2 separate regions of the Mus musculus genome follow, and region 1 is linked to region 2. Evidence: chromatin contacts called from public promoter capture Hi-C data. All regions are on one chromosome and are shown on one strand. Each heading gives the region's core, a stretch centred on a gene start, on an enhancer-like site or on the middle of the called end of the contact. The rest is flanking DNA. Distances are from core to core; before and after follow the strand shown.

Region 1 (7,856 bases), core at 1,766-4,265, 98 kb before region 2:
TGTGACTTCCACGAGAGAGCTGAGGCAAGTCCCTCTGGACTCGAGGGCTTCTATAAACGGGTTCTCACTTGAAGTCTCACTTCATCTTGTGGGTGTCCCAAGTTTTCCATTTGAACTTGGTTGGCAACAGGCAATAGAGAATGTCAATGTCTGGTCTTGGCTGGCCTTTTGCATGTATGAGCTTCCTGCTATTTGTCTAAGCAGAGTACAAACCCAGGTGAATAAGGCTATGCTGGTGGCTTTATCTAGCAGATAGACTAACACACGCTGAACAATATATTTTGACTTGTCAAAGATCAGAAACAGCATAACAGAATCATCAGGGCTGGTCTCCTCAAATGTATGCCTAGCTATGATGAGAAATGGGGTTAAAATAAGTTTCTCTATTCCCATTCCTTCTTCCTAAATATGATACTTTTCAAGACACCTGTATGCCAAAGATGTGAGCACGGCATGCCAAAGCTAGCTTCGACTCTTGTTTGTGAAGCCTGATATTGCTTAGCAACACTCAAATTTAATTTAGGCACCAAGCTTCGGGCTACTTTGAATATCTGTAGTAAAATGGTGACAGTGGGATCAAACCTGGTCCCCCTGGTCCTGGCAGAGGATGAAAGAGTGGCACTGGAACAGTGTGAAATGAGAGACAGAGGAAAACAGATTTTTACACTTTCTAAGGGTTTTCTTCCTCTTCTAGCGATGGCAAGTAATCTGTTAAAGGATTAGAATGGAGGCTTTTATGAGTCCCTGGGAAGCGACCTTGTTTCCTCCTCTTATCTACTTGAGCATCTAGCTCTAGGAATTATGGCTAGGACAGAATGTGTCCTTTCCCTAGTTCCATTCTGTTCTTGCTTATTTCTGTCACAGTTTTAAAACCACATCTTCCATTAATATACCTCTGGCAGGAATTTATTAGTCAAGAAACAAGGTGGGTAATGAAGATACAGAACTGAAGAATGTTTGATGTTTTCCTTCAGAGAGCTCGTGGTCTAGTAAAGGAAGGCAGTGTATGAGAGGGAAAGCTACCATAGTAATGACTCCATGGAAGGGAGTCTCCGGGGTCATGGGGACACTGAACCCAGCAGTGAGCAGAATAGCCTGTGGGAAGCTAGGAAGGCCTTTTCAGAGTAATATTTGAGCTGGCTTTTAATGGGTGAGCAGGTGAGCTGCAGATGGAATGAAGGCATCCTTCAGCCAGAGGGGACAGTGTGCACAAACAAAGGGGATGGCGAAGTAGTTTATGTGTTTGTGGGCTGTGAGCCAGGTTTGCTGTAATGGGGGTGGGGCAGCCAGTCTGCAGTGGAGCTTAGAAGGCCCAAGTGTACAACCTGCATTACATGGAGGCTGAAGATTATTTTTAGTGAGAGACTAAATCAAGATTTCTTGTCTGAAAGAAAGATAACATGTATGGCCTTGTGGGTGTTAAGTCCCAACAGGAGGAGGCTCAAAGTTAGGGTCAGGAGCCATAGACATGAATGCTGGGGTATCCAGGTGAGACTTCCTGTGATAAAGAAGGGTGGAACATGCCATCCAGAGATGAGAGGAAGTTTAGAAAAAAGTCATCAAAGTTTGATATTGGATGGGCAGTGGAAGCTGAGAGAGGCTAGTGGGGAATCATAGCATGCACAAATGCTCATCTCACGATCTTTGCTGGACCAGTGGCCATGACTCGGGACAGGAGGCTCAGGAACGATGTGGGGTTGGAAAGTAAACTGACTACAAAAGAGTTTGGGCAGGCTAAGGATAAAGTGGGTCATTTGTAAACTTGCTAAAAGAGTTCCAATAAAGGTGGAAGGAAAGGAAGGCAAGCAGGGCTGCTCAGGGCTTAGGAAGAGTTCAGGTAGAGAATGGAGTCGGTTAGCATCTGAAAGAGGGAGAGATGTAATGACAGCTGACGAGACTAGAGAATGAAAATGTTTCAACAGAGAGAATCGTGGCCAGGCGTGGGAGCACATACTTCAAATCCCAGCACTCGGGAGGCAGAGGTGGGCGGATCTCTGTAAGAATGAGGCTGCTCTATGTAGTGAGATGAGAGAGAGAGAGAGAGAGAGAGAGAGAGAGAGAGAGAGAGAGAGAGAGAGAGAGAGAGAGAGACACAGAGACAGAGAGAGAGAGAGAGAGAGAGAAGCGCTATGCAAACTCTACAGAGCTACTGAACAGAGTGAAATCAGAAATCAGAAGCACTGTGTAGAAGAATAATGAAGGACAGCCAGGATTTATGGCCTGTGTAGATGTATAGTAAGCATTTTGTATTTTTGACTTAATTTTTATTGAAAAAGTTATAAGAAATAATTACCTTTTTTATGAAAAAGGGGAACATTTTCAAGAGTGAGTCCTACTTTTAGGAGTGTGTGGAGGACCACCAGGAGAGAACTTCTCTCCCTTCTGTGATAAAGGGTTGCAACCTTCCAAGAGGAAAAGTGGGAAGGGAGTGGAGGATTCCAGAAGAATGGAAAGGCTCTGAAGAGTCAAAACCATAAGTCGATGTAGATTAAGAACAACCCTATATAGCATTCATGGTCAGGAGTAGGGACAACCCGACATAGCACTCACACCAGCAAGAGTAAGGACAACCCTACATAGCACTCACATGGGCAGGAGTAAGGAAAACCCTACATAGCACACACCGGCAGCAGCTGGAAGCTCTCTGCCATGACTCAGTCCTGTAGAGTCCAATCAGGAGTTATTTTGAAGAGTTTCTGAAATGTTGCAACCTTTCCTCCACCTTAGACTTTGGAAGGCCTAGCTAGTCAACAGGGTTCTTTCTTCAATGGACTGCACTATTTTAATTTCATGTCAGGCTGCTTTAGAATACATTTGTCCAGAGATCACAGTTCCTGGCTCTCATTTCATGAAATTTCAGGTTCACGAAGTAAATGTTCTAGGCCATTCCCCATACTTCCTCTTTAGCCAAACAATATAATGGCTTCCATTTTTGCCTTGCATACTCTGTAGTGTTGATTCACCACCCCGTAGTCATGTGCTTTCCGCAAGCTTTGACATCCAGAAGCCAGGCATATGACAGACCTGCTGAGCCAGACAAAACCTTTTCCTGTCACTTGGGAAACAGCAGCAGCGGGCAGGAGAATTGCCTGTCAGACCCATCTAGTACAGTTCTCTGTGGTTTGTCCGTCCTTACTGGGTCTCAAACCACCAGCGTGTCTTAGTATTTATAACCTTCTGCAGCTTGGTGCAGATGCAGGTCTATCCCACACCTTGGTGCAGATGCAGGTCTATCCCACAAGGCAACAGCAAAAGGAAACAGGTCTCTAGGTATCTGTGAACAGTTGACAGCATTCAAAATGAGCTTTATAAAATCAGCAGGGGAGGACAAAAGTCAGCTGTGTTTTGTTGGCCTGTTTATTTGTTCACAGAGCACCAAGCAAGGTTTCAGGATGCCCCTTCTGTGTCAGTCTGTCACCCTTTTGTACAGGTGGTTCTGATTTCCCTCCCTGCTATCAAAGGAGAAGACGAAATGTAATTACCCAGGCCTTCAATTTTCACGTCAAACACAATTACACAGAAAACAATCCGATAGAGTGTGTCTTTCCTAAGAGCCAGGACCTGTTTTGATGGTAAATTCTGGAGAGTAAATGCTAAAAGTTAAGATCTCAGTATGCCGCTGTGGGGTTCTCTTTGTGTACTCCTGGCTAGTTAGGATCCTTGAATCACTTCATGTGACCTTTTGCATGGGAGGAAAATGAGGCTCACGGAAGAGCCACTTAATGAAGTTCATAAGTCTGCTGGTGATAGGCGTGGGACAGGCTCCTCTCCCATCTCCCGACGTAGCATCTAGTGTTCCCAGCTCTCTTCTTCACCCTCCAGATGCTGGAGAAGGGTAATTTGAGGTGGTTCGGAATAGTGCTGCCATGTAGGTGGCAGTTGCTGGTTATCACAATATTCTTGTCCCCAGTTTGCCCAGTGGGCAGATTATGCTATGACTTTACATCCTGTACCCCTGGAATCTGAATCTTCCTTCTCCTCCGCTCATTATCCGGTGACTGTGTGCTTAAGGGAGAGCAATTTGAGCAAATGGACTTTGTTTTTTTAACATGATTCATTTCAAATGCTTGTAATACTAATAATAGATTAAAAATTAGTGTTTTGAGGAGCTGGGAAGATGGTTCGATGGGCACGTGTTTGGATCCCTAGCACCTCTGTACGATGTTGGGCATGGCAGCAACCCTCTGTCACCTCAGTGCTAGCAGGGCAGAGCAGGTGGATCACCAGAGCTTACTGTTCAGTCATTCTAGCCATCTCAGTGAGTTTCCATTTCAGTGAGAGATTCTGCCTCAAAAGTAAGTTGGGGAGTAATAGAGAAAGGCCCTCTAGATCAATCTTGGCCTTCATAGGCATTTACACACACATGTATGTGTGCATGCACACATGCCCCATAGATAAAGTAATTACTTTAAAGTTAGTCTTTTGATTTGGGGTGGGGCGTGGCAGTCAAGTCCAAGGCCTCGCACATGCTAAGCGAGTGCTCTATCACTGAGCTACATGCCCAGATCATCTTGGGATTATTTGTAACAACAGAAATTTATTATCAATAGTTGATACTAACCCTTTCTAAAGGTCAGTGGCCTCTTCTAACAGTCATAACTGTAGAGCCCGTGTAGAGCTGTTTATAGCATCTGACTGGTCTTCTAGACAGACTGTTTGGGGGTGTAGATAGTCCTTGCATGGCACAGACATGGTTTGTCATGACCAGAAGTCACTTATTTCTCAGGTTTCTGACTTGCTAAGGGCTGTCTCACTACTCCAGCGTGGGCATCTGAATAAATGTGGTTTAGCTTCGCCTTCCTCTTTCAGAAGAGGCAGACAGTCTGCAAAGTCATTGTTGGAATCTTGTTGGTCATGGTGGTGGTGTACATTCTGTTTGTTACAGAAACAGACACTAAGCAAATGTCTCTAGTACTGGGACTTGGGGGGGGTGTCACCCTACAGGAATACTAGGAAAGCCTAAAGTACACATAAGAGGAATCCCCAAAGTGCTTCTATTACACATATAGGTGCGAGAAGATAACTTGATGATGGACAGGTTCTCATGGTTGGGAACCAGGTAAGAGGCTCATAAGAAAAATATATCCTAAGTTGGAGAGATGGCTTGGTGGTTGAGAGCACTTGCTGCTCTTGCAGAAGACCTGGGTTCATTTTCCCTTCATGTACACAGGGACTCACAACTATCTGTAATTTAAACTCCAAGGGATCCAGCACCTTCTGATCCCTGCAGGTAGCAGGCCCATATGTGACGAACTTACATAATGCAGGCAACACAGTCATCCAAATCAAATAAATACATCTAAATGAAAAGGAAAATAAAATTCCTGGAAGACTTTCATTTTTTTCTCCTTAAAACATGACAAAAAATATTATGGAATACTTGAAGAACTCAGATCGTCCCCTTTTGCCAACACTTGGAAGTTCTTGGAAGATTCGTTTAGAGATAGCTCAGTCATTCTGGGCATTTTGATTCTGTAGTGGCAGATTATTTTGTTCTCTGATATTTCCTTCCCCAGGGGGAGTTCCATATGGACAAACTGTGAGTTAACAGCCGTGTAGACATCCATGGTAATAGCTTTACTGCATAGGTACTCAGACATGCTAGTGATGACGAGAAGGTGGCATGCTGGGAACGTCAATGTAGCATTGATATCTGCTTCCACTAATTTCCTGGTCTGTTCAAATCCTATGAACTGCTTCCAAAATGTTAAAGATGATGTGTTTGTAGTCTGGATTGTTCCTCTGTTATCTGTGTTAGTGTTTCTGTCTGTTCTTAGGTAACTCATTGAATAATATGGTGCTTTGTCTGTCCACTCCTCCTCTCTCACAAACAAGCCTAGTCTCACTCTCCAAGACAGGTGATTTTGCTGCGGAGCCTTGGGAACAGAAAATGGCACTCACAATAGTCATTACTCTCCCACGTATAAACCCTTCCTCCCTTAGAATGAGCCTTTGTCTCTGTTCAGGCTCCAACTGAAATCACAGTCCGGAGTTTCAAGGTGTCTTCTCTCAGACATGAATGTCATTAAGGTCCAGAAATTTCCAGCCACAGATTTACTATCTTTGAATTAAAAGCCCGAGAACAGATTACTGCACGCCTCTAATGCAGGAAGAGCAAGTTAAAAACAGCTTGACATCCTCTCGATCACTGACCTGTGAGCCTCACAGCCTTCCAGTTTTATTTTGATAAAAGCCTCCAAATGTGCTTGTTTGTGCTTGGTTAAATCATTGCAAAGCAATACACCGCAGCTCTCTGCTTTTATTTCTAGATCATCCCAGTGTAGGGCTAATGGACTCGCACTCTGACTGAGTGCTTGGGTGATGAGATGATGGATGGAGGGGAAGTCATCTTTGGAATGAGCTAAGTTAAAACATCATTTAAAGCTCTGTTGCTGAGTTGCCGTCACTAGCATTTGTCTTCCCTAGTGTCACATGGAACAAAGTAATCAAAGGGTTTCAGCGAAATATTCATTTGACCTTGGCATTGACTGAGGTCTAATCTGTGTCTGAAGAATCACATTCATCGTGATCCCTGATGTCAACAACAGTATTTTATTGGAAAGTTTATCCTGGGCTAAAGACCTAGGTAACCATAGAATGTTCATGGTCTCACTTAATCGCCGTCACGGAAATGAGTCAGTACCATCAATTTCCCAACTTCTCAAGATTTGGGAAGCTAAAAGATGTCTTCAGGTCACAGAGGTAGCACATACCATTGAGGTTCAAATTAGGGTCTCATTGCAGGATCTGAGTTTCCAACAGGGTTGTGTCACATGAAACAAAACAATCAGAAATTACCAGACAGCTCTTCTTTCTAAGATATGATACTAAATTTATGGGGTGAAGGTAAAAAGTAGCATAAGTTTTCAAACAACTTGAAAATTGCCATGCAAGAAGCCATTTAAAGCAACTAAAAGGAGCTAGAAAGATAGCTCAGTAGGTAAAGGTCCTTCCCACCAAAACAGATGACATGGATTCTATTCTCAGAACATATATATCAGAAGGAGAGAACCAACTCCTGCAAATTGTGGTCTGATTTACACAAGTAAACTGTGATACATACATGTCTTCACCCTCACAAACAAGCACACACACGCAGAGTATATATACATATATATGTTTACATATTTACATATTAGATATAAAATTTAAAAACTTGACTAAGAAGCCAGCTATAATGTACATGCCTGTAGTTAAAATACTTTCAAAGTGGTGACAGAATATATAGTAAGACTTCTCAGAAAACAAAACAAAACAACAACCCAGTAATTAATGATACAAATGCTCAATGTGTGAAATATATTACATTCATAAAGAGGGAGTCATGGAAGAAGGTAAGATTGACAATGGGCCTTGAAGACTGAGCAAGACTTACACGGATTGAAAATAAATTGGGAAAGCATTTCATACAGAGGAGGTGCTGAGAAGAACATGCCCGAAGGTGAGAAAGCATGAGGCGCTTGGTGTTGAATGGTTCAGAGTGGCTGGAGTGGGGTAGACACTGAGCTATCTGGTAGGAAGCATCTGTGTGATGGCCTCTGTTTGTTCAACAGAGTTCTGCCCAGTGCCTCTTTGTGGAGGTGTTCCCCAGAGAAAGACAGAAAGATGATGGTGAGCCCCATCAATGACCAAATTCATACATAATATGGAACTTAAGTCTTTTTGTTGTTGTTGGTTGTTTTTTTGTTTTTTGTTTTTTTGGTTTTTTGTTTTGTTTTGTTTTGTTTTGTTTTTAAGACAGGGTTTCTCTGTGTAGCCCTGGCTGCCCTGACACTCACTCTGTAGACCAGGCTGCCCTAGAACGCAGAAATCCGCCTGCCTCTGCCTCCCAGGTGCTAGAACTAAAGGCATGCACA
Region 2 (6,962 bases), core at 1,034-3,533:
AATGAATGTCCAGGTCCTTCAGAGTCCCCTGTCCTTAACCTGAGATCAAACCTGTTCCAAGGCCAATCAGTTCTAAGACCTACTTTGTGAAGTTCCAGGTGAACACTGGGGTCCTATACTGTCCCGGCTCAAAGGGAAAGAGCAGAGAATTCAGAGGCAAAAGCCTTTATTTTCTAGCTAACCAACTGTTTTATCTTAGACACATCACATATCCTCCTGAAGTCTTTTTCTTCTTGAAAATAGAGATCAATGTATATATTTCATTACTTTGTAAAAATTAACATGGGGCCAAGCTTGCTAGCACATGCTTGTAACACTAACACTTGGGAGACTGAGGCAGTAGGGTCAAAGTGTAAGGCTATCATTGGCTGCACGGAACCTTTAAGGTATTGTGTCTTAAAACAAAACAAAACAAAACAAAACAAAACAAAACAAAACAAAACAAAACAAAACAAAACAAAACAAAACAAAACAAAACACCAAGGTAGTAAGGCTTGAGCTGGAGAGATTGGTTAGCGCTTAAGCACAACTATTCCTCTTGGAGAGGACCTGAGTTCTGTTCCTAGCACTTTCATCAGGTGACTCCTAACTGCCTGTAACTCCAGCTCCAGGGTAATTCAGTGCCTCTGGCCTTCAAGGGCGCCTGCACTTTACATGAACAGTTCTCGCCAGCATACATAGAATTAAAAAATTAAATAAATCTGCCCTCCCCCAAAAAAAGAAAAGCAAAGCAAGACATTATACATTGTTTTAAAATATAACAATATGCTTCTACAAATTAATATTTCCACATATGAAAATAGTGTGCATTAATCACATACAGCCTCCCTGGAGCTGCTGAGATGGCTCAGACACTTGCTGCCATGCCTGGTGACCTGAGTTCTATCCTTGGGACTCACATGGCCCTAAGACTGACTCACTCAAGTGCCAGTCATCCCTCTGACCTCCACTTGTCTGCCACACAAAAGTATTTTGTGACATACACCAAATAAATACAAATATAATTTAAAAGATGATATGAGCCTGGAAAGAGACATGCCTAGAGTTGCTTGCTTTATTTATTCATTGTTTGTTTGTTGTTTTGCTTTGTTTTGGAAACAAGGTTTCATTATGTAGCTCTGGCTGTCCTGGAACTCATTATGTAGACCAGGCTGGCCTTGAACTCACAGAGAGCCACTTGACTCTGCCTGTTAGAATTCTTTAATGTGCCACTATGCCTACCCGGCCTGTTTGTTTGTTTGTTTGTTTGTTTGTTTTGAAAAGCTGCTTTAGAAGGTCATAGGAAGCACTCAGAGCATATTTGTGTTCTGTGGTGGAGTGATGTCAGCTGGTGAGAGCTCATTATATTTGTCATTTCCCAATGCTAATTTCAGTGACATGAGAAACCAGCCATGGTGAAAGTGTTTACACCACAGAAATTAGCAAATGATCCAAATCAGTGAATCTCGTCTGGTTTGCGAACATTTATTAGTGGAGTAAAAGAGACAAAAGTCTATCTTAATAGAGTGGGGCTCAGTCATTTGCAAACCGGAGTTTTGCCTCTTCAAAAACCAAACAATCAAAACCAAACCAAAGAAGCGATAACATATGCCATTCAGGTCATACTTGGGACCCGGTGGGTCAGAAGCCAGCATGAGTAAGGAGTTAGGAAATGATTTTTCAAACAGTCTCCAATTGATACAGCCAGAAAAGGCAACAGGAAGTGATCAGGAACATATAGCCTCCCCATACCTGCCTGTATTAGCCTACTTCCTCTGTCGAGTTTCTTATCCACTTTTCCAAAAAGTAACAATGGCCAGGAAGGAAGTGTTCAAAACATGGGCCTCAGGAAACATTTCATATGTAAACCACAATACAAGACAACCCATCTTGCATTTCTTTGAATTTTCTCAATCTGTGGTGGTTGGGAAGGGTTAATTGATGTTGTTTTCAAGTTCTGCATGGTAGTTAGGTGTCATTGACTAGAAACACAACATGTATGTACATTAATTAGAACCAAGTAATGTGTGTGTCTTTCAAACATGGCAGCTGTGGAAACAGTTTAAGGATTTTTGTTGGCAAGAAGCTAGGGTGTTGTTTGGAGCAGACAAACGGTGCTTGTATGTTGTCTTCTACTCCCGTGAGAGAAAACAGATGGAAAAGCAACTTGACCTCCTCTTTCAGATTAGGGAACCTCAGGATCAGTGTGTTTGTCTCAAATGAAGGTTGTGAGGTGGCGTATTGTGGCTTCTACTTGCTTTCATTTTGAGCCTTTCCTGTGTGAGCGTACTAGCTGAGATGAGCAAGGGCTTTTCTACAGGAGGGCGCACAGGATGTTAACAGCAGGAAGTAGAGAGATACTTGTGGGGGCAAGGTTTATGAGGCCTGCTGTCCAGAGTCTTGACCAATCCTCGAAGACTCCAGGTTCTGAGAAGGGACTTGGTTGACCGCATTACTTCCTGAGTGAAAGATTCACTTCTGAGTGACCTGGTTAATTTGCATTTAGTCTTTCAAGAGTGCCTAAGATTCACTGTGAAGCCAAGTAGTGGCTGAGGCCAAAGCTGCTCCTATGATGGTAGAAACTAGGGGGAAAGCCGTGTGCTGCTTCAGCTAAGAACAACGGAAGGGAATTGGAGCTGAGACAAACTCTCTTGCCCCTTTCTCAGAACCCATCCCAGGAATGCAATGGGGTGAGTATAATTCTTTTAATTGGTGGGATCAGAGGTCTAGAATTCTTTTTGTTGTTTGTTTGTTTTGTTTGTTTTTTTTGCAACAGGGTTTCTCTGTGTAGTCCTGGCTGTCCTGAAACTCACTCTGTAGACCAGGCTGGCCTCAAACTCAGAAATCCACCTGCCTCTGCTTCCCAAGTGCTGGGATTAAAGGTGTGGGCCACCACGCCCGGCTAGAGGTCTAGAATTTTATTGTGGCTGAAGAGTTCTTTGATCTTTGTAAAATAATAATAATAACAACACAGCACAAGGCATTGAATAGAATATTTCTTCTTTCCTCAGCCATAGTCCAATTCTCTGTGTTTGGAGTAGCATGTATTGTGATTGGCATGGAGATCTGAAACTCATACCATTCGATAGGAAGAGCAAACAGTGGGCAGGCTCAGCCTACTGCCAAGTTTTGCTCCTGGTGTGTACTTGAAGAGCCTCAGTCCTCCCTGCCACCCTCTGATGAACGTCCTGCTAAGTACGAAGCACAGCTCCTGCCCTTTCATGATGGAGCTCTAGGTCATGCCTTTGGCATGTGTGTAGGACAGCGGAGGGTTGGCAGTAGGAGGCAGCGGGTGGTTGTTGTGATGGCCTCTTTGTTTCCGTCTCATTCTGATTGGCACCACCAGATCTCAGCATTGGTGCTTCTGTTCTTGAAGCAACAGTCGCAGATGGCCCCTTCTGTGCCCTGGAATGTTGAGTGGGATCCTTTCAACCCTGGTATCAGGAAAACGTGGAGGGACAAGGAGGCAAGTACCCAACCTATGTTGATTTGAAAGCACTCAAAAAAAGGAGTCTTTCTGAACGGGCTGGTGGGATAAGCGTGCCCTTTCACCACCCGGCAGTGTTAGGCACTTAAAATGGAAAGAAATGACAATTAAAATGGGCCTTTCACTTTCAAATGATTATTAGTTATAGTAGAAGATACAGTGAAGTGAAGTGATTATCATGTATATTTTTTGAGACACAGTTTTGTTGTGTAGCCCTGGCTACCCTCAAACTAGAGTTCTTCCTGCCCCTGCTTCCCAAGTGCTGGGATTACAGACGTGTGACACCATGTTTGTCTGTGAAGCAAATTATTTATTAGAATCCATCTAAGCATGCCAACCTCGAAAAAGGCCATTTCAGGATGACACATACTAGAATGTAGGCGATAGCCATCCGGAAGACTTCTTTCCTGAAGATTTTAATTTGGATGAATAATGGAAGACATAATATCTACATACATAGTGTGTCTACTCAGTGCCAGCCTGTCTTGGGAGTTTTAGTTGAACTCCTGTAACACTCCAATAATGTGGATGCTATTTTGTAATATGGAATATCTTTTTTTCCCTTTTTTTAAATTAAGTATTTTCTTCATTTACATTTCAAATGCTATCCCAAAAGTCCCCTATACCCTCCGCCCCAACTCCCCTACCCACCCACTCCCACTTCTTGGCCCTGGTGTTCCCCTGTACTGAGGCATATAAAGTTTGCAAGTCCAATGGGCCTCTCTTTCCAGTGATGGTCTTCTATAACATATGCAGCTAGAGACACGAGCTCTGGGGGTACTGATTTGTTCATATTGTTGGTCCACCTATAGGATTGCAGACCCCTTCAGCTCTTGGGTACTTTCTCTTGCTCTTATATTGGGGGCCCTGCGTTCCAGCCAATAGCAGACTGTGAGCATCCACTTCTGTGTTTGCCAGGCACCGGCAGAGCCTCACAGGAGATAGCTATATCAGGGTCCTTTCAGCAAAATCTTGCTGGCGTATGCAATGGTGTCAGCATTTGGAGGCTGATTATGGGATGGATTCCCAGGTGTGGCAGTCTCTAGATGGTCCATCCTTTCGTCTCAGCTCCAAACTTTGTCTCTGTAACTCCTGTGGAATATCTTCTAAGGATTGAAATTGAGTGTACTAAGTGGTCCTCCACAGAGTTAAGATAGAAGCAGCCAAACACTAGAACCTGGGGCTCAATCCTTAGGCCAGCGTTGCCCCGGGACAGGGATCACTGGGTATACTGAGCAAAAGGAAGAAATAGAGTGAGTTTGGTACAGGTCAGAGGAGTAAACTCAAAGGCGGGGACACGAAGCATGGGTGGAGTGGAGCTACAGGTAAGGAGATGAGGTCGCTGCAGAGTGACACAGCAGTCAAGCTCGGAGTTGTTATTGTTAAGATAAGAGTGTGACCTTTGCTCCAAAATTATGTGAAGCCCCAAGTGTGTGTGCGCGTGTGAGTGTGCGTGTGAGTGTCCAAGCATGTGCACATTAGGCAAAGCTCTCTAACCACTGAACTCTGTCCCTGGGCTAGTCCCAGGATTTTCAGCCAGGGAATGGCCTGCGGCAATGGAATCACCCTTGTCCGGGATATCACTGTCTTTGTGGAGGGTAGGCTGGAAAGGGGCCCAGACTGGCAACAGGAAAAGCAGTTGAGAGCCCATTAAAGTAATCTGGGTGTAGAGTGCTGCGAGACAGGTCTGAGCAGCTGGGTGAGTGACGAGTAGACCATGGGGATCTGGGAGACAGAGGGAAGTGGAGTCCGCCAGCCTTGATCTCATAGTGAAATACAAAGAAAGGAGGAGAGACCCTGAGGTCAGCGATGGACCTGCCCACCACAGAGTCCTGTTCCAGGTTAAGAGAACCCTGTAAGATACGATAATAGATACAAGGGTTGTGGCCATTCATTGGGTGTTCGTTTACTGATTAGCAATCCTTTTGTTAATGTGTATACATTATCAGGTCCTACAGTCTTTGTAAGGAGCCTTTTCACTTTGGTCTGAACAGGCAGGCCATGGGAATCGAGAGAGGACTTAGCTTGCTTCTCTGAGTTGCTCAGAACACAAGCGGCAGAGCGAGAATGTCAATCCTTGGTTGAGCTGGAAACTTCTTACACTAGTGCTGCCCAGTAATACTCTCTGAGAAAATGCAAACCTTCTGGCTGCCCAATACAGAAGCCACTTCTTATGGATAGTGAATACCTAAAGGGCAGCTAAGGACTGCATTTCTCATTCAGTGAAAGTCACACAATATGTGACTGGTGGCTACTGTCAACTCAGCTATCTGCTCTGCCATCTTTGGGTGTTCTCTGTATTATCTGTCATAAACAGGTGAAGGTCACCCCCTACCCAGATGGACTGCAATGGATTTTCTAGTTGCTTTTAATATTTAAATTATATTCACTCATTTATTTATTTGGTTCTTGGGGCAGGGTTTCTCTCTTTAAGATTTATTTATTTATTAATGTATATGGGTGTTTTGTCTGCGCATATACCTCAGCACCACCTGGATGCCTCATGCCAGCAGAAGCCAGAAAAGTGTATCAGGTTTCCTGAAACTGGAGTTACAGATGGTTGTGAGCACCATGTGAGTGCATGTTAAAGCACCCATTTTATTTTTTTAATTTTTTAAAAAAGGAATTATTTATTTACGTTTATGACTATACTGTAGCTGTCTTCAGACACACCAGAAGAGGGCATCAGATCTCATTATTGATGGTCGTGAGCCACCATGTGATTGCTGGGAATTGAGCACAGGTCCTCTGGAAGAGCAATCTGTGCTCTTAACCGCGGAACCATCCCTCTATCCCCCAAGCACCCAGTTTATTATGCTTTGACAAAGATTTAACAGCCAAAGAGCAGTGCCAATAGCCATGAAGAAAAGTTAAAATAAGATTTGAAGGAGACCTGCCCCGCCCCCGCCTCCGCCTCCGCCTCCGCCCCCGCCCCCTCCCCCTTTAAAGAACAAACATGGAACCTGAGCCCAGTGCTGCCTATAATTTCTGCTATGCAGGAGGCGGAGACAGAAGAATCTGGAGTTTGAGGCCAGCCTGTGCTACATAGTGAGATTCTGTTTAAACAACATAAAACACAGCTAGGCATGATGACTCACACCTGTAATCCCAGCATTGTAGAAGCAGAGTTAAGCGGACCCTTGCAACTTTGAGGCCAGCCTGGGCTACTTAGTTAAATTCCAGACGGCCGGGACTACAAAACAACACTGTCTCAAATTGAGCAAAGCAAACCCAAATCAAACGAAGCACAGACACCACGGGCATGTTTAGAGGTAGACAAAATCTTTAACAGAAAAGTGCTTGTGGATTTTGGTGAGTGAGGAAAATATTGAGCTGCATTCTGAACACACTCTAAATCTCTGTCCAGCTACCTCTCTTACTGCAGGTTCCCATGGAAGCCGTTAAACAGAAGCGAGCCTCCCAAGCTGGTAGGCAGGTTGGCAGTTTTCTCGCAACCTGTGCTTTTTCTAAGTACTATTTGAGACTATTAGGTGTG

Evidence for each region. Promoter capture Hi-C pulls out the DNA fragments that hold promoters and counts their contacts.
Region 1: a contact with region 2 is called in a promoter capture Hi-C map of the HPC-7 cell line, with 2.3 times the contacts expected there. The contact joins two enhancer-like sites. A contact is called at or near these places in 9 of 39 promoter capture datasets (the 3T3-L1 cell line, 3T3-L1-derived adipocytes, the C10 cell line and 5 more), 3 of 484 Hi-C or Micro-C datasets (cerebellum, cerebral cortex and embryonic stem cells), 6 of 115 datasets of contacts at active chromatin or transcription factors (CD8 T cells, bone marrow-derived macrophages, embryonic forebrain and 2 more) and 3 of 9 other capture datasets (adipose tissue, liver and pancreatic islet).

Annotation. Positions count from the first base shown.
Region 1 is chr9:40,516,455-40,524,310 of GRCm38.p6, reverse strand. It overlaps a transcript of Gramd1b not described here. Among named protein-coding and RNA genes, the nearest start is that of Gm35177, 27 kb to the left of the region's middle. Within about 2 kb of position 3,015, at least 11 of the 459 cell types and tissues checked have an H3K27ac peak or open chromatin away from gene starts, as enhancers often do. A contact at or near this core is called in the HPC-7 cell line and bone marrow-derived macrophages, where this site is marked.
Region 2 is chr9:40,419,007-40,425,968 of GRCm38.p6, reverse strand. All of the region lies in intron 1 of Gramd1b (GRAM domain containing 1B), which reads left to right. The region is part of intron 1 of Gm51668 (a long non-coding RNA gene); the gene reads right to left. Among named protein-coding and RNA genes, the nearest start is that of Gm51668, 5.5 kb to the right of the region's middle. Within about 2 kb of position 2,283, at least 87 of the 459 cell types and tissues checked have an H3K27ac peak or open chromatin away from gene starts, as enhancers often do. A contact at or near this core is called in the HPC-7 cell line and bone marrow-derived macrophages, where this site is marked.